Regions from separate parts of the Zea mays genome. Here region 2 is linked to region 1. The links are chromatin contacts, called in public Hi-C maps. All regions are on one chromosome and are shown on one strand. The core of a region is the stretch at or near the end of the contact, and the rest is flanking DNA. Distances in the headings are between cores, read along the strand shown.

Region 1 (7,622 bases), core at 1,770-4,269:
AGCGATAAGAGCTGACAAGATGGATGAGATGGATCTAGAGCAGCCATTAAAAGGAGTCGCTGTTCGTGACAGCTAGCCAAAGCCAAGCCAAATGGTTGGCTGATATCAGGAACTTCCATCGGCGGCATGCATACTCATATCCCGTCAAATCTCAGTCTATGTAACCTTGACGTGTGTTTACAAGTGCTAGCTCCATCTTTTTGATAGTATACGTACACTAGAGTTCGTATTAAAGGCACGGGGAGGAAACACCAGCCCCATCATCCATGACAGCGCTGATAACAAAAATAAGAATCACGAAATGTTCGCAAACCATGTGCCAGGCCTGAGTAGATAAAAAGGAACAGACGAATTTGGACTCGGAACCTCAAGCAAAAAAAAAAAAAAAAATCACATGGTTGGCGATCCAACATTCCGGATAACCTGAAAAGACAAAGCAAGCATACCCTAGCACCCTGTACACAGCTACAAACCAGCATCATCTTCATTACCACCCAAATCTTCTAATAGCATAACCTGGGACCCCTGAACCCTCCTCCCTCTTAAGACTCTTAACTGACGTTACGTTAGTAACCAACCAAGCATCCTCACTCGCAAACCACATGTGTATTCACATAGACACATAGCCAAACCAACCAGAGCCAGCTGTTATTTACAGATGCGCCCCCCTGGCGTCGCTGATCTGCTCTCAACACCTCTCACAGAGAATAAATGGAGCAGATTTCGACCATAGCTCTTGCCTTTTTACCTAGCCAAGCTAGTAGCTGCCACTGCTCCAGCTCTGCAGGCAACCCCTTGTCGCTGCTCCCGCAGGTAGCCAAGCAAAGTCTCAGCCTGCAAATTATGCGACAAAAACTCAGACTCCACAACTTCTAGAATTTCAGATTCACTAAAACTGATTACCACATGCGTTGTAACCTGTAAGCCAGACTTGTTCCAAGTTATATTCATCTTCTCTCTTTAAAGAAACTAGGAGTTTTCTTAATTTAACATGGTGCGTTGTTCCCTCCAAGGACCAAAGCAAGTAGCAAAAGCACTGCAGTGTTGACTTGCATAGCAGAAGACATCAAACATATCCTCCTGTATAGTCCTTGGAAGATTTTTTTTTAAACAGATCCTCAACTGTACTTGAGTACTTGACAATGTAAAAAAACGAAGGAGCGCGTATCTCCACAATCTGAATGGAATCTTGAGGTCAACACCTGACCTGATATGCATGCTACCACCTAGCACGAAGGCCTTTTAACAAACGTGGATAACACCGAGCATTTGTTAGGAACAGGTAGAAAATCTACCTAAACCACGAGTACATGTACAGCGAGCGCTTCCCTTCGTCTAGGTTAAGTGTACTTTTCGTTTTCAGGGTACTTGGTGTCAATCAGACTTCAATCAAACTCAAACTCTGCATCCTGTTTAGGACAATCAGTTCTTAACTGACTGGCGAGGTGACTTCAGTCGTATCAGTAAACGCTCGAAACGACTTCAACATTAATCTACCAATCAACAATCGCCATATCACTCGAACGAACGAAATTTAGCAAGGCAACTCATGCCCGATTAGCCAATAGAAGAATATAGCTAGACGTGAACACCTAGTAGCACCGAAATTTGACGAAGAGAAAGGCGGGGTTTGTGCTGCGTACCTTGTGCTTGGCACGGGCAGAGCCAGACTGCGATAGCGCGACAAGCGGTGGGATGGCGCCCTCGCGTACAAGAAGCGCACGGTTATGCGGGGAATCGGAGCACATCTGCAGCAGCGCCACCACGGCGAACTCCTTCTCCTTGGCAGGGCCGTCCTCGATGGCCTCAACCAGGGCGGGGATCCCGCCAGCCTCCACCACGGCTTCACGGCCCTCGGCGATGCCCGCGAGGCTCCCCAGAACCACCATGGCCTTCTCGCACGTCCCGCTGCCGCGCTCGCCGATGAGGTGCACGAGCGGCACGATGGCGCCGGCGCTGACGGCGCGCTCCTTGTTCCTGCGCGCGGAGCAGAGGCGGTAGAGCGTGGTGAGCGCGTCCTTCTTGCCGCGCGTGGAGCCCGCGGAGAGCAGCGCGACGAGCGGCGGGATGGCGCCGCAGGCCCCGATGGTGGCGCGGTTCTCCTCGATGCCCGAGAGGCTGAGCAGCGCGCACGCGGCGTTCTGCTTGGCCGGCGCCGTGCCGGTGCGCAGCGCGTAGACGAGCGGCTTGATGGCGCCGGCGGCCGTGATGGCGGACCGGTTCCGCTCCTCGAGCGAGAGGTTGAGCAGCGCGGTGACCGCGCTCTCCTGCGCCACGGGGTCGGTGCTCCGCAGCAGCGGCACGAGCGCCGGGATGGCGCCCGACACGCCGATCAGCTCGCGGATGTCGGAGCGGTGCTTCGCAAGCAGGCGTATCCTGGCCGCGGCCGCGCGCCGCGCGTCCGGCCCGGCGTCGGGCCCCAGCGCCCGCACGCACGCCAGCACGAACGGCTCCACGCGGTCCAGCGGCGCCGCGTCCGCCGACAGATCCATGGACTCGAGGTCGTTCAGATCCACGGCGGCCGCGTCCGGCGCGTCGGATCTGGGCGCCGCCCCCGCCGCGGCAGCGAGGCGCTCGAGCTCGCCGGAGATGTCGGAGTTGAAGCTGGAGTAGTCGGAGAAGTCCCGCGACAGGTCGAGCAGCTCCGTGGCGGCGGCGTTGATGGCGGAAGAGGACTTGGCGACGGCCGCCGGGTGCGCGGGCCCCGCGGTGGCGGCGAGCTCGCGGAGGTGGAAGTCGATGACGGAGTCGGTGAGGTTCTCAATGTCCGAGTCGCCCGCGTCGGCGCCGCCATCGCGCGGGGACGGGGACCCAGGGGAGGAGTCCGGCTGCAGCAGAGCGGAGCGGATGGTGCGCATGGAGTGTCCCTGGCGGCGCTGCGGGCGCGCGGCCGCGCAGGGGCTCTGCCCCGGCGAAGGCGAGGGGATCTGGGAGCCAGCGAGCGAGACCATGGGGGCGGGCGAGGGTGGCGAGTGGTGACTGGTGAGGGTGATGATGGGTAGGGATGGGGAAGGTAGTTGGAATGGATGCTGTACTGGTGGTGGTGTATACGTATACGCTCGCCGCCGATGCTTCTGCTGTGTAGTCCAGGGCGGGCCTGGGGGGAGTGCGCTGTGGATCTTTGTAGCCGCTTTTGCTCTGTGGACTGTGGCGGACGGCCTCACAGGTGTCAGGCTGCCTGCGCTGCCATCCCGGCTGCTAGCACGCTAGCGGACCTCTAGTTCGATGAGCCTAGTCAATGGCACGTAGGGTCGGTAAAGCTGTGTGCGGAGCTGTCAGTGGGTTGGGCTGCCATTGGTGCAGTGAACGATGGCTGAGAGAGCACCACGCCACCACCACCACGGGTTGCTTTTGCTGCAGGGCTGAGTGAGGAGTGAGGACGGACGGACGGTAACGGGAGCAACGGAGGAGCAAGCAAGGAATCGCTTTCCGTTTGGTTGCTTGTTCCGTTTCTGGGCAATCCGACGATCCTGCCAGGCTGCCACAGCGTGGCTCCGGAGCCGGGACTTTGGTGGGGTCGTAGGGGGAAAGATACAACAAAACCGACGGTTGGATCGGATGGCCGTGTGCACGGCAGGGGAGATTCCGCACTCCTTTTTTTCTTGCACGAGGAAATAGAGAGAGAGCTGCGCGCCGCGGTATTTGGCAGATTTTCGCGGACACAACATGGCGTGGCGTCGCCTGACGCGAGAGATGGAGGAGCGATGGACGCTTTGCACTCCTTTTTCATGCCCACGCGTGCTCGCAAAAGGGTTTCACGTAGCGTCGGCGTTGACGTCCATCACGCGTCCAAGTAAAGTAATCAGGTGCGCCAATAAAACCCTGGGACTGGATACTGGAGAATGGAACGGAAGATGAGATTGCCATATCGTTACTCGTTAGTGGGCTTCATCTAAGTGGCTAATGTATAATCAAAGTTTTAAGCACTAATTTCTAGCCCTACATTAATATATCAATTTAAAAATGTGATTCTTAGAGTAAATTTCTCAATATTAAATACGTAAAGTAATAAAAGAGTTAGAAGGCACCTTAATGGTTTTGTGAAGTCTCGAAAAGTCAACACTCCTTCTCACTAATCCTTGTCACTCGCGTAAGGGTGTCACTTTCTCTTGGTCCGTGTAAGGACTAGAAGGTCTTTATGATGTAGTTTTTGTCAGTCCGGTATAAGTACAGTGAATCGCTCACAACCATGTATAAGTCCCAAGTTGAGCCATCCACAAACTCTTTAGGTGATCGTTGCACTTCGATCGCCACTGAACCATTTAGGTGATGGCGATCATCAATAGTAATAAGTACAAACTCTTGCTTGATCATGCCAAGACCAATAAGTTGAATGGGTGCACCATAATTACTCTCTAATGTGTTAATGAGGTTGTTAACTAAGCAAAGTTTCATTATGAAATCTCTCACTAGACAATGGCTCCTTATCACACGATATGTGGGTCGCTGGAGCTATTAAACGGGGAAAAAGCACATGTGTTGGCTGATTGGTGGGTATTTATAGCTCCAATCGACCAAATAGTCGTACCAGTGAAAGTCTACCAAAAAAAAACCATGACCATTAGATCACCCAACCCAAAATTGGATCATATCACATTAACCGACAAGACACGATGGTAACTATTGTACTACTCTGTCAAGACACGATGACCATTAGATGTGTCTCGTGTTCTCAAGGGTGCAGCGATGAGTGCGTGGTGCAAGTGTCGACGACCCCCCGAATGTGGACTGCTGTTTTTTTACGTCAGGTATACGGCGACCACAGTCACCACACACGATTGATGTTTTTACATTGCGAACATATACGAGGATGACGGTGGTGAGAGTGTGCGATTTCAAGCTACGTGATTGGCATTAATCCACTGGCTATAGTGGATTAGTCGGTCGGCGTTGATGCGTCCTCCTCCCATCTGTAACGCTTGTCAACCCACTGTTGGATCGGCGCGGCCGTCATTACGTTGTCTGCCACTGCAAATCAGCTCCCAGTACCTTACCTGCTGTATCGACATGGATGGAGCGTAGTGAGCAAAAGCGCCATCATTTGTTGCGTGAACGATCCAAAACCAGCCTTCGCTTTAAGCGAAGTATATTCTCGTATACTCGATGAAATGCTTTGCTTCTAAACAAGTTTTTATTGGTACGGTATTTTGCCAGAGAGGAGGTACTTACCGGATAATCTACCTGGCAAAAGGCTATTCAAGAAGTCTCCATTCCCGGCTTGTAAATAGCCCGGCCCGTTCGGCTAGTCGGCCCTGGAGTTAGCGCCCAGGTATTGTCTCCAGTAAACAAAATGATCCCAGCCCAACCGTCCGTTTGTTGGGTAATGAACAAGATACCCTTTGTTGTCTCAAAGACATTATCTCTCATTTGTTGAGAGAAGATATATCTTGGTTTTAGTGTTCAAAGACTAAGCATCTATTAGAAGGTGATGATAACAAAAGATATTTTCAGCTTATTGCTAATGGTAAGCACGGGGAAGCACGCATTTTCTAATTGGAAGGGAACAAATACAATTTTTTAAATATGGTGGTGAACTAAAAGAGCACATCACCTCTTATTACTAGAATTTGTTTGGACCACTAGAAGAGAATAACTTTACTGTGTTGGAGAATAGAGTTGATGACATACCACGGGTGAAGCAGAGAATATTTTTTAACAATAATGTTTACTAAAAAATAGGTTAAAGAAGTAATTTTTTAGATGGAATATAAATGTGAACACCAAAGTGGTGGACGGTCCGCGCCCACGCTATTAGATTAACTCGGACGGTTATCCTTATCTCGTGTGTGTTATCCATCTAATCACGTGAGATTTGTTCGCTGTCGTCTAGAATCGGGTCTAGAACTCCTCCTATATATAGAAGGGGTACGGTCGATTAAGAACCACCGAACACATTTCAATCAAATCAATTACTTTATTTATCATTGTTGCCCTAAGAGTAGATGTAACATAGTCTAGTTGTAGTTTTCGCCTCTACCTCTGTTCGACTCTACATCGTCTAGATCCGTCTTCGGTGGCCTGTCCACCCAAGACGACCCTAGGATCTTGCTCTGACGAGGTCCCTACCTTCCTAGTTATGTGCTAGGAGGGTGAATATATTTAGGTCTTCATCACCGACCCGAATTCTTTCTCGTCCCTAGGCGACTCTACGCCATGTTGGGATTTCGGGTGACCTGTTGATTCGGAGCGCTCTAAGGTCTCTCCCCCGAGGGACGGGATCTGGGCGCCGTGATGAGGAAGACGACCATACTCCATCGGGTGACCTAACACGTACATGGTTCGCATTCGGTTTACCTTGCAAAACCGGGTGTGACGCGCCGCCACATAGTACCGTCAAGCGGTACACCACAGTGATTGGCGTCCAGATCAGCGTCAACAATAACAAAGCACCAAGATCTATATGGTTTTCCAACTAAGTTCTATCATATGTTTCGGGAGTAATTAAATCCATTTTGTTTTGATATGTTCCATGATTTCAACGATGGAAAATCACTTATTTTTAGCCTTAACTTTGGGATTATAACTTTACTCTCCAAATGTCAAGAAGCAATCGGAATTCAACAATATAGATATAGGCCAATTTGTCTACTAAATATGAGTTTTCAATTTTTTTATAGAAATTGCAACAACTAGGATCAACAAGGTAGTTGTAGGGTTGTTGGGAGGTCTCCGGTCGACAGCCTTAGATAACAAAAACAATTTCTAGTTGTTGTTTGAGGACAAAGGGATGACATGGTTCAAAGGGAAAATGAAAAGACGATGCTTATTGTTGTTTCTTAACAACAAAGAAACTATACAACACATGTTTTTCGATTCTCATCTTGCAAAATGTTTTTAGGTTGTTCAGGTTGCATTTGCTTTACAGACTCCGAAAGATTTATTAGATTTTTAGGATCTTGGGCTCAACAAGTACATAGTACTAAATTGCGTTCTCTAATTTGGATAAGAGCAACTGCTATTTGCTAATCTGTTTGATTGGCGAGAAATAACGTGGTGTTTGACAAAAAAAATACTTACAAGTAATCTTCAAACCCACCTGCTGGATATGTTCCTTAACCATCCTTCGTAAGGACGTGATTTTTTATTATTATGTCATTTTAGTGTGGGTGATCATCACCTAGAATAACAAATAACTTAATTACAGAGACTGAAACTATATATATATATATATATATATATATATATATATATATATAATAAACGTTTGTGTTACAAAGGCTGGAATAAAATTTTCCTTTTTTTCTACCAGGAATGCATAACGCTAATATGCCATCGTTGCAATGTCTTTGAGCGAACACATGATTGATGATATGGATTTTAGCGCTTGTTCGGTAAAAAAGGGATTCAATCTTGTTCGGTTGCTTGCACGGAGATTGAGAAAGATTGAACCCCCTAACCGTAAAGCCCTAAAGGCTAAAATGGCGTTTTATCAACTATTGCATTGCAAACAAGAGGGGATTGCAGTATGTTCACTAGATCAGGAAACTCCACTTAGGCCATGGTTGGTTTCTTTAGTCTAGGGACTAAACTTTAGTTAGGGGACTAAAGTTTAATCCTAACATGTTTGGTTCTAGGAGCTAAAAATAGTAAAAATATACTAAATGACTCATAAGAAGACTAAA
Region 2 (7,622 bases), core at 3,255-5,754, 280 kb before region 1:
AGAACAAACAAGCTTTCCATTCCACGTGTTAAATACACCTTTGTCGAGTTTCCAACTACAAGTGGAGTACAGTTGGGAGGAATTTGCTGGGAAATGGTGAGCTTCAGTTAGAACACACTGAAAATAATAATCGTAAGCCATCTTGCGTCTTTTGCAGCTAATGCCTGTTCCAAAATATTGTGAACACCAGTCTATGCCCATTTTGTTTGTTTGTTTGTTTTTCCATCTGTGTCAACCAAGGCAAAAAGACACAGCTGCATGCGTGATCTGTATTACAGTACTGTAGATCTGTAGTACAGTACTGTAGAGTCATTATCAGTCCATTATGCGGGAGGGAGCGGTTAGGACCACGCCACATCAGCCTCATTCACGGAGAGGGCTTAAACGATGTTGTTATTACCGGTACGAACGAATTTCTAGCTATGTCTATTTTCATGATCGGGTATGGTAATAAATAATATATATATTTTTTTGACTCATCACGTTAACAAACATCGTCAGGTAGCAACGGGACCATAGATGGGCAAGGTCATATGTGGTGGGAGCTATGGCGGAACCGAACCTTGAACCACACGAGAGGCCATCTCATCGAGCTTGTGAACTCAAACAACGGGATTGAATGAAGTTACTGGTATGACCTTGTCGAGACTGAAGCAAGGAGGGACAGAGCTAAAAACTCTCTTGACAGTAAGTTCTAGATACCTTAGTTTTGTGCTCATGAACCTTCTCTCTTGTGCTAGTACTCTATAAGTTCTAGATACCTTAGTTTGATGTACATAGGTTTCTAGATAACTTAGTTTTGTGCTCATGAACCTTCTCTCTTGTGCTGCTACTCTATAAACCTTAGTTTTATGCTCATGAACCTTCTCTCTTATGCTGCTACTCTATAATATAAGTGCCACCTATAGTAATGTCTTAGCCAAATACGTTTATTATTTTCTTAGACAAAAAATAAAGCCACATGTTCTCTCTCCATGATCTGACCATGCGCTCAGACATAACTTGGAATTATCTGATTATTTTCTGCCTACCAATAAGGTTATAGCCTTATAGGCAGTCAACGATATATTTTTTTATTCTTGATGTTCTTGATCTACGGTGCATTTTTGCTGAATATTCAACACAAATATCAGTGCATATATCTTCATATTAACAAGAGAATGAAACAGTCGCATACAACACAACCCCCTTATCTCAGAAGAGAATAGGAAAAGGTTGCCTAAAAGACTAGGAAAGAACACCTAAAAGAAGCTAATATATTATAAAAGTTCAGATCATGTCATGTAACATGTGGTTCTTTAATTGGCTATGACAATATGGTAATCAGATGGTTATTATAGCATTACCAACAGCCCAACATGTTCTAATCAGGGTATCTTCTGTACCATGTTAATTGAAATTGTCTATTTGCCATTCATATTGTTTACTGTGCTTATGGCCATGAGCACCAAATCTGTGGAAGCAGAGCGTATTATCTGAATTAGTATTGGAATATTGTTATTGTGCCAATTTTGGTTCTACCCTTGTCTATTTTGCCCTACAGTGGATATTGTTATTGTGTCAATTCTTATAGTTTTGCATAGTTTACGGTATATGTACTTTTACTTAAGTACAATGCTCATCATGAAGAGTACTCTAGCCTGGTTTGCACTTGCAGGTTATCTTCTCAGACATCAATGCTTACGAGGTAAACTGACTGATTTCTGCTTAACTAAAAAAATTGCGGCCTTGTCATGAGCCCTACATTTTCTAGGTCAGCTTATCTGACTTAGCTCATTGTGTTGTAGGTGGACCTTGATACTGATGAGAAGCACTGTTTCTGCCGGGAGTTAGATCTGTTAGCTGTAGTCGAAGGAATTTTACCATGAAAATTACGGACTTACCTACCCATGCTCCAACTGCATGGACTTATCTTGCCCCTACATTGTTGTACTTGAACTCGGCTTCTAGATTAGTGTTAGTTACCAGTGAATTTTGGTTGCAATAAACAGGAATTGTGTTAATGCCCTATTTCTTCACAGCACACTCTCACAAAGTGCTCAGATTTGGATACGAAATCTTAAGCAAAACTTACAAGATGAAATGCTTACATTGTTCATCTGGTGTTCAAGATTCTGAACATTCTCCAAGCACTGTCGTTATTATATCAACCAGGGACTGCAGATTTTATATATTTATTGTGTTGATGCTTATCATGTGTAGCCGAATAAATCAGGCTTTATTCTTTGGGTATTGACCAGGTTATGATATAACCTTATTATATATATGTAGCCGAAAGACGTTCTGGTTGGCTTATGTTTGTATGAATAATTCTTATTCAAAATTGTATATTTTTATACAAGACTATTGTTTATAAGGTCCAGTTTAAGGGGTACTACTATGTAGATCTATCATGAAAACCTCATGAGTCACTAGGAGTATGTTTATGTATCTATCATCTTTTTGTATTAATGTTTTATGATGTTTTTAATTTCTATGTCAAAGCATAGACACATATCTATACATTTTTTATGTATGTAAACCTCCTTTATCTTTAAAAGATGCTAACAAATGCATAGAACGACAATTATTGCTTCTGCATTTCAATGTGTTTTATTATAACATGTTGATACCGTAGCAACGCACGGGTACATAACTAGTCTATAATTATGCATGCTTTCTCAGAAACCAAGATGTAAGACGCACCTGTATAGAGAACAAATCAAGTTCCTGGCCCAATCGCCGATGATCTCGTCGCTTGGCTTCCTCCTTAAAGTGGATGTAAGCCTTCAACTGATCTTCATTTTCCCAAGCAGTTCCATATATTCTTTGTAGCATTTGGTTTTTCTCATCACCTCTCCAGTAAGCACCAGCAACGGACTCAAGTTCAACAGCCTTTCTGTCTATTTTTCCAGTAGACTCCACATGAGGCCCGGCACAGAGATCCCACCACTCTTCTCCTACATGACACGCAGGATATCATCAATACACGCTAGCATAAACAAACCAATCTCTCTTGTTTTGAGATATCCAAGTCACCGATTTACAAGGCTAACCAATGTGGTATATGGTGATTGGTTCTTCCTTAATGCTCTCCAAAATCTCCAGCTTGTAAGGCTCATTGAGTGCTTCAATCCTCTTCTGAGCCTCTTCTCGGGACACCTCCTCCCTCACCAATGGGAGGTTCTGTCGGATGATCCGATCCTATCAAACAATTGAAATTACCAAATTGACAAATCAAAACCGCCACTATTTTTTTCCCTGAATATTAAAACAGCCACTTTGCAGTTCAGGTCAATTCGCACATGCTCAGTGCAGGAATGCAGACTCACCATCTCCTTCTTAATTTTCTTGAGGTCCTTATCCGTCAAGGGCTCCATGTCGAAGTCGTAGTAGAAACCATTCTCTATCCAGGGACCTATTGTCACCTTGGAGTTGGGGAAGAGCTTCTGGACAGCCATGGCCATCACATGGGCGCACTACAGCAACAATTGTGAAAGACAGTATACTAAGGTGTCTATAGTTTTGACGAGACACTAAACTGTACAGGTATTAGAGTGACGGGACTTTGGTGAGAACCGAGACCAAATTAAGCATACGATTAGGCCAGTTCAAGCACTGTAACATAGGGGGAGAAGGGGAGCGGCAGTACGGTGTGCCGGATGCGCAGAAGGCGTTCGGAGGACTCGTTGGTGGGGAGCACCACCCGCTCCTCCTCCGCGTCCCCGGTCGGAGCCGCGGCCGCGGGAGCATCTTCTACTGGTGCCGAGGGTGAGGCGGTGGAGGAGGACCGCACCGCAGTGTATGGGAGCCTGCGGGCTGAGGCGGGTCTGAGGGGCGGGAACCCAGACAGAGAAGCGGCCGCGGGACGGTGGCGCGGTGACGAGGGGAAGAGCGAGCCGTGGTGGGGGTGGGAGCGGAGCAACGGGGCGGAAGCGGATGGGGCCGCCATTGTGGCCCGGGCGACGCCGAGCTCGGGGAGCGTGTGGCGGGCGTTCCGCCGTTCCCTCGTCTTTGGCACGCCGCACGTTACCCCGTCTGGACTTCGGATATCGTTCGGCTGAACCACGGAACGGCTCGTTACTTGGCCGAAAGATGACCCGCTGCCGGAGAACGCTGAAACAAACACGGATTAACTGTTGCGTGCAAACAGAATTTAGGGGCAAACGTGTGCAAGTAAGTCTGCAGAACGTTTAGATAGATCATGGTTTAACTGTAGATGCGGAGCTCAGCAGGGCCACGCCACCGTGTGTTCTTTCTATCTGGGATTGGGATGCTCGTCCAGGTGTGTGCCGCGCGTGCTCCACAAACAGCAGGAAACGCTACAGGAATTAGCGGTGGCACACCGTTCTCCCTTCTCCGAGAAAGGCGAGCGCCGCACCGTCACGTCACCGCCGTGTCTTCCCACCAAGCTCGCGCGCGCGCGCGCCACGCCACGGACCACGGGCCACGGCACCGGAGCCGCGTGCGTGCCGGCCCATATCTGATGTCTCTATCTATCCACTGACCAGTCCCCATCCGCCTCCGAACCCACGAGGCCACGACCCACTACTACATCAGTCCACCGCCACCGCGCACCGCGAGTCCGCGACAGACATCCGCGCCCCGGCCTCACTCTCACTCCCCAGTCCCCACCGTGCCGCCACAAGCGACGCGACGCAGCCACGCAGGGAGAGGGAAATGGCCACGGCCGCGACTGCCACGGCGGGGAGTAGAGCAGCCGTGCTGCTGCTGCTCTCGCTGGCGCTGGCGCTGGCGCTGCGGCCCTCCGACGCCGGCGCGGGCGGCGACTGCCACTTCCCGGCCGTGTTCAACTTCGGCGACTCCAACTCGGACACGGGCGGCCTGTCATCGCTCTTCGGCGCCGCACCGCCGCCCAACGGCAGGACCTTCTTCGGCATGCCCGCCGGCCGCTACTGCGATGGTCGCCTCGTCATCGACTTCATCGGTACGTGCGCGCTCGTACAGTCGTACTCGTACGTCTCGCCTGCGGCCTGCCCCCGAACCACTCGGCCGCTGAACCCGCCGCCATGGACACGGTCTGCGCGGGGGTTTTCACTGTTCACCTTTTCACCTGCCCTCCCATGGCCATGGCTATGATTGCACTGCGCGTCGGGCCCATCGATTGACACACCCAAAACCGCCTTCACTTGCCGGGACCAATGAATGCACAGCGTTAACTCGTTCTGCCTTTGGTCCCGCGGCGAAGATAAGTTTGGGGCAAAAAAAAAAAAAGATAGAGCAGTAACCTGTAACAAGGACTCCAGTACGTACGGCTTTTAGAGTTTTCGTTAGTACCAATCACCATCTGTTTCTCACTTCGTCTCGGCTGGAACGCGACGAGCAGAGAGCCGAACCGAGCAAGCAGAAGCAGACGGTTGCTCAGGATCTCTGAAACGACAAAGCCAACCCCGAGTCCCTGACACGAGACCATGACCCCTGAAACACCGGCCTCAGACCATGTGCCGCGTGCCGGACGAGCATGGGCTCCGTTCGACCTCGACCGGCCCATGCGCGTGCGGGCATGTCCCCAGGGCAACCATGATGCGCGTCCCCGTCTCAATCCAGCACGTGAGCACGCGTGTCGTGTGATTATTTTGACCTGCCTTTCTGGCACGATCTTGGTTTCATTCCAAGCAATCTGACAAAAAGTTCAGTGATTCGGGCAAAGTATCTTTGCATACGATCATAGGCCACTGCCATGCTGTTGGGAGATACAGTACGAGCAATGGAGATGCCCTGTTGATCTTCCTTTAGCCCTTTTTATTTTAGACGAACTCCTCTTTAACCTTTTGGGGATGCTGATATTGGGAAGGACAGGAAGAAGCATTAGCCTATTGTGGTAGTAGGTACATGAAAATATAGTGGGGGCAAAGCGGCATGAGGAGGGAATCAGATTTGGGTGGCAGTGGAGGAATATTTTTTATCAAATACGGATGTTTCACTTTATAGATTGTCACCAGAGTTGAAGGATAAAGGGTGACACTGACATTTTTTTCTTAATCTGTCCTTTGGTAACTTTAAGGGTATATATAACACTAGAATCTGAACAGCAGACAGTGGGAAGTGCTACAAAACACATGCAGGTCCTGTTCGAAATGCATGAATTCAGTAAGAAACTGAATGCACAAGGCTTCAACTTGTATGGAACTACCTCGTTCTATATTTCTACTGAATTTTCGGAAGGCTTCACTGTGTTTGGCCAAATTCATGCACCTCGCAGTTTAGATTTCGCAATGAATGTCAACTGGTAACAGAAGCTTCTGTCCCTAGAGGCCTAGACTTCGCCAACTGGAATGTACTGATCATTAAGTGTCGAGTTGTTTTGCCATAGACTAGCGCCAAGACAGTAACTCTTCAGCGACAAATGATCAAATGGTGCTTCTTGATTTACTCTTTATCTCTTCGTTTCCCGAACTGCAGCTGAAAGCCTGGGGCTGACTCACCTCAGTGCGTACCTGAACTCGATCGGAAGCAACTTCACACAGGGAGCCAACTTTGCAACAGCTGGTTCATCGATCAGAAGACAGAATACATCGCTGTTCCTCTCTGGTTTCAGCCCCATTTCCTTGGACGTGCAGTTCTGGGAGTTTGAACAATTCATCAACAGAAGCCAACTCGTCTACAACAACAAAGGTGACAACAGAAACCCCCCAAACCATCTCCATCAGTATTTTTATGTTTTATCCCGTCAAGATTTTATTCAGTAACACTTACTCTTCTACATGTAGGCGGTATCTACAGGGAGATCCTACCAAGGGCGGAGTACTTCTCCCAGGCACTTTACACCTTCGACATCGGTCAAAACGACATCACCTCAAGCTACTTTGTTAACAATACCACCGAAGAAGTCGAAGCCATAATCCCTGATCTGATGGAGAGGCTCACATCTATAATCCAGGTGCTCTTTGGCAGAGCAAGCATCAAGTTGCTGTTGCTCTTTGGAAGATGTTACCACACACAACGTTCCATGGATGGTCTGCTCATTTAGCTGAATACATGCAAATTTGCAGAGCGTGTACTCGCGTGGAGGAAGGTACTTCTGGATACACAACACAGGGCCGCTCGGCTGCCTGCCCTACGCGCTGCTGCACCGCCCTGACCTCGCCATCCCAGCGGACGGCACCGGCTGCTCCGTCACCTACAACAAGGTCGCGCAGCTATTCAACCTCAGGCTCAAGGAGACTGTGGCGAGCCTCCGGAAGACGCACCCTGACGCCGCGTTCACCTACGTCGACGTCTACACCGCCAAGTACAAGCTCATCAGCCAGGCCAATAAGCTCGGTAAGGCGTTCATGTTGGTGTTGTTTCTAAATTCTAATGCTGGCTGGCTCTGAACGTTTCCTCGCGCGGAAGGAGCTCATGTTTGTATTGTTTGTGGTGCAGGCTTCGACGACCCTCTGCTGACATGCTGCGGGTACGGCGGCGGCCGGTACAACTTAGACCTGAGCGTCGGCTGCGGCGGGAAGAAGCAGGTGAACGGGACGTCGGTGGTGGTGGGGAAGTCGTGCGAAAACCCCTCCAAGAGGGTGAGCTGGGACGGCGTGCACTTCACCGAGGCTGCCAACAAGTTCGTGTTCGACCAGATCGTCGCCGGCGCGCTCTCGGACCCGCCCGTGGCGCTCAGGCAGGCGTGCCATAGC

Evidence for each region. Hi-C and Micro-C count contacts between places; a contact is called where the count stands out from the background.
Region 2: a Hi-C map of leaf shows a contact between it and region 1, with 5 times the contacts expected there. The contact joins the promoter of LOC606473 here to the promoter of LOC100284324 in region 1. A contact is called at or near these places in 2 of 25 Hi-C or Micro-C datasets (ear and leaf).

What each region holds. Positions count from the first base shown.
Region 1 is chr7:170,510,642-170,518,263 of Zm-B73-REFERENCE-NAM-5.0, reverse strand. LOC100284324 reads right to left here and starts at 3,019. Exons shown (of 2, transcript NM_001370621.1): 1 at 1,644-3,019; 2 at 592-834. The coding sequence starts at 2,951. The coding sequence ends at 745.
Region 2 is chr7:170,789,681-170,797,302 of Zm-B73-REFERENCE-NAM-5.0, reverse strand. LOC606473 (acetylcholinesterase 1) reads left to right here and starts at 4,504. Exons shown (of 5, transcript NM_001112330.2): 1 at 4,504-4,927; 2 at 6,403-6,615; 3 at 6,711-6,880; 4 at 6,993-7,263; 5 at 7,366-7,622. The coding sequence starts at 4,660. LOC109940924 (threonine--tRNA ligase, chloroplastic/mitochondrial 2) reads right to left here and starts at 4,090. Exons shown (of 8, transcript XM_020541306.2): 1 at 3,632-4,090; 2 at 3,312-3,458; 3 at 3,036-3,183; 4 at 2,686-2,939. The coding sequence starts at 3,931. It overlaps LOC109940925 (a long non-coding RNA gene), which reads left to right. Exons shown (of 3, transcript XR_002263673.2): 1 at 1-402; 2 at 502-1,687; 3 at 1,788-2,638.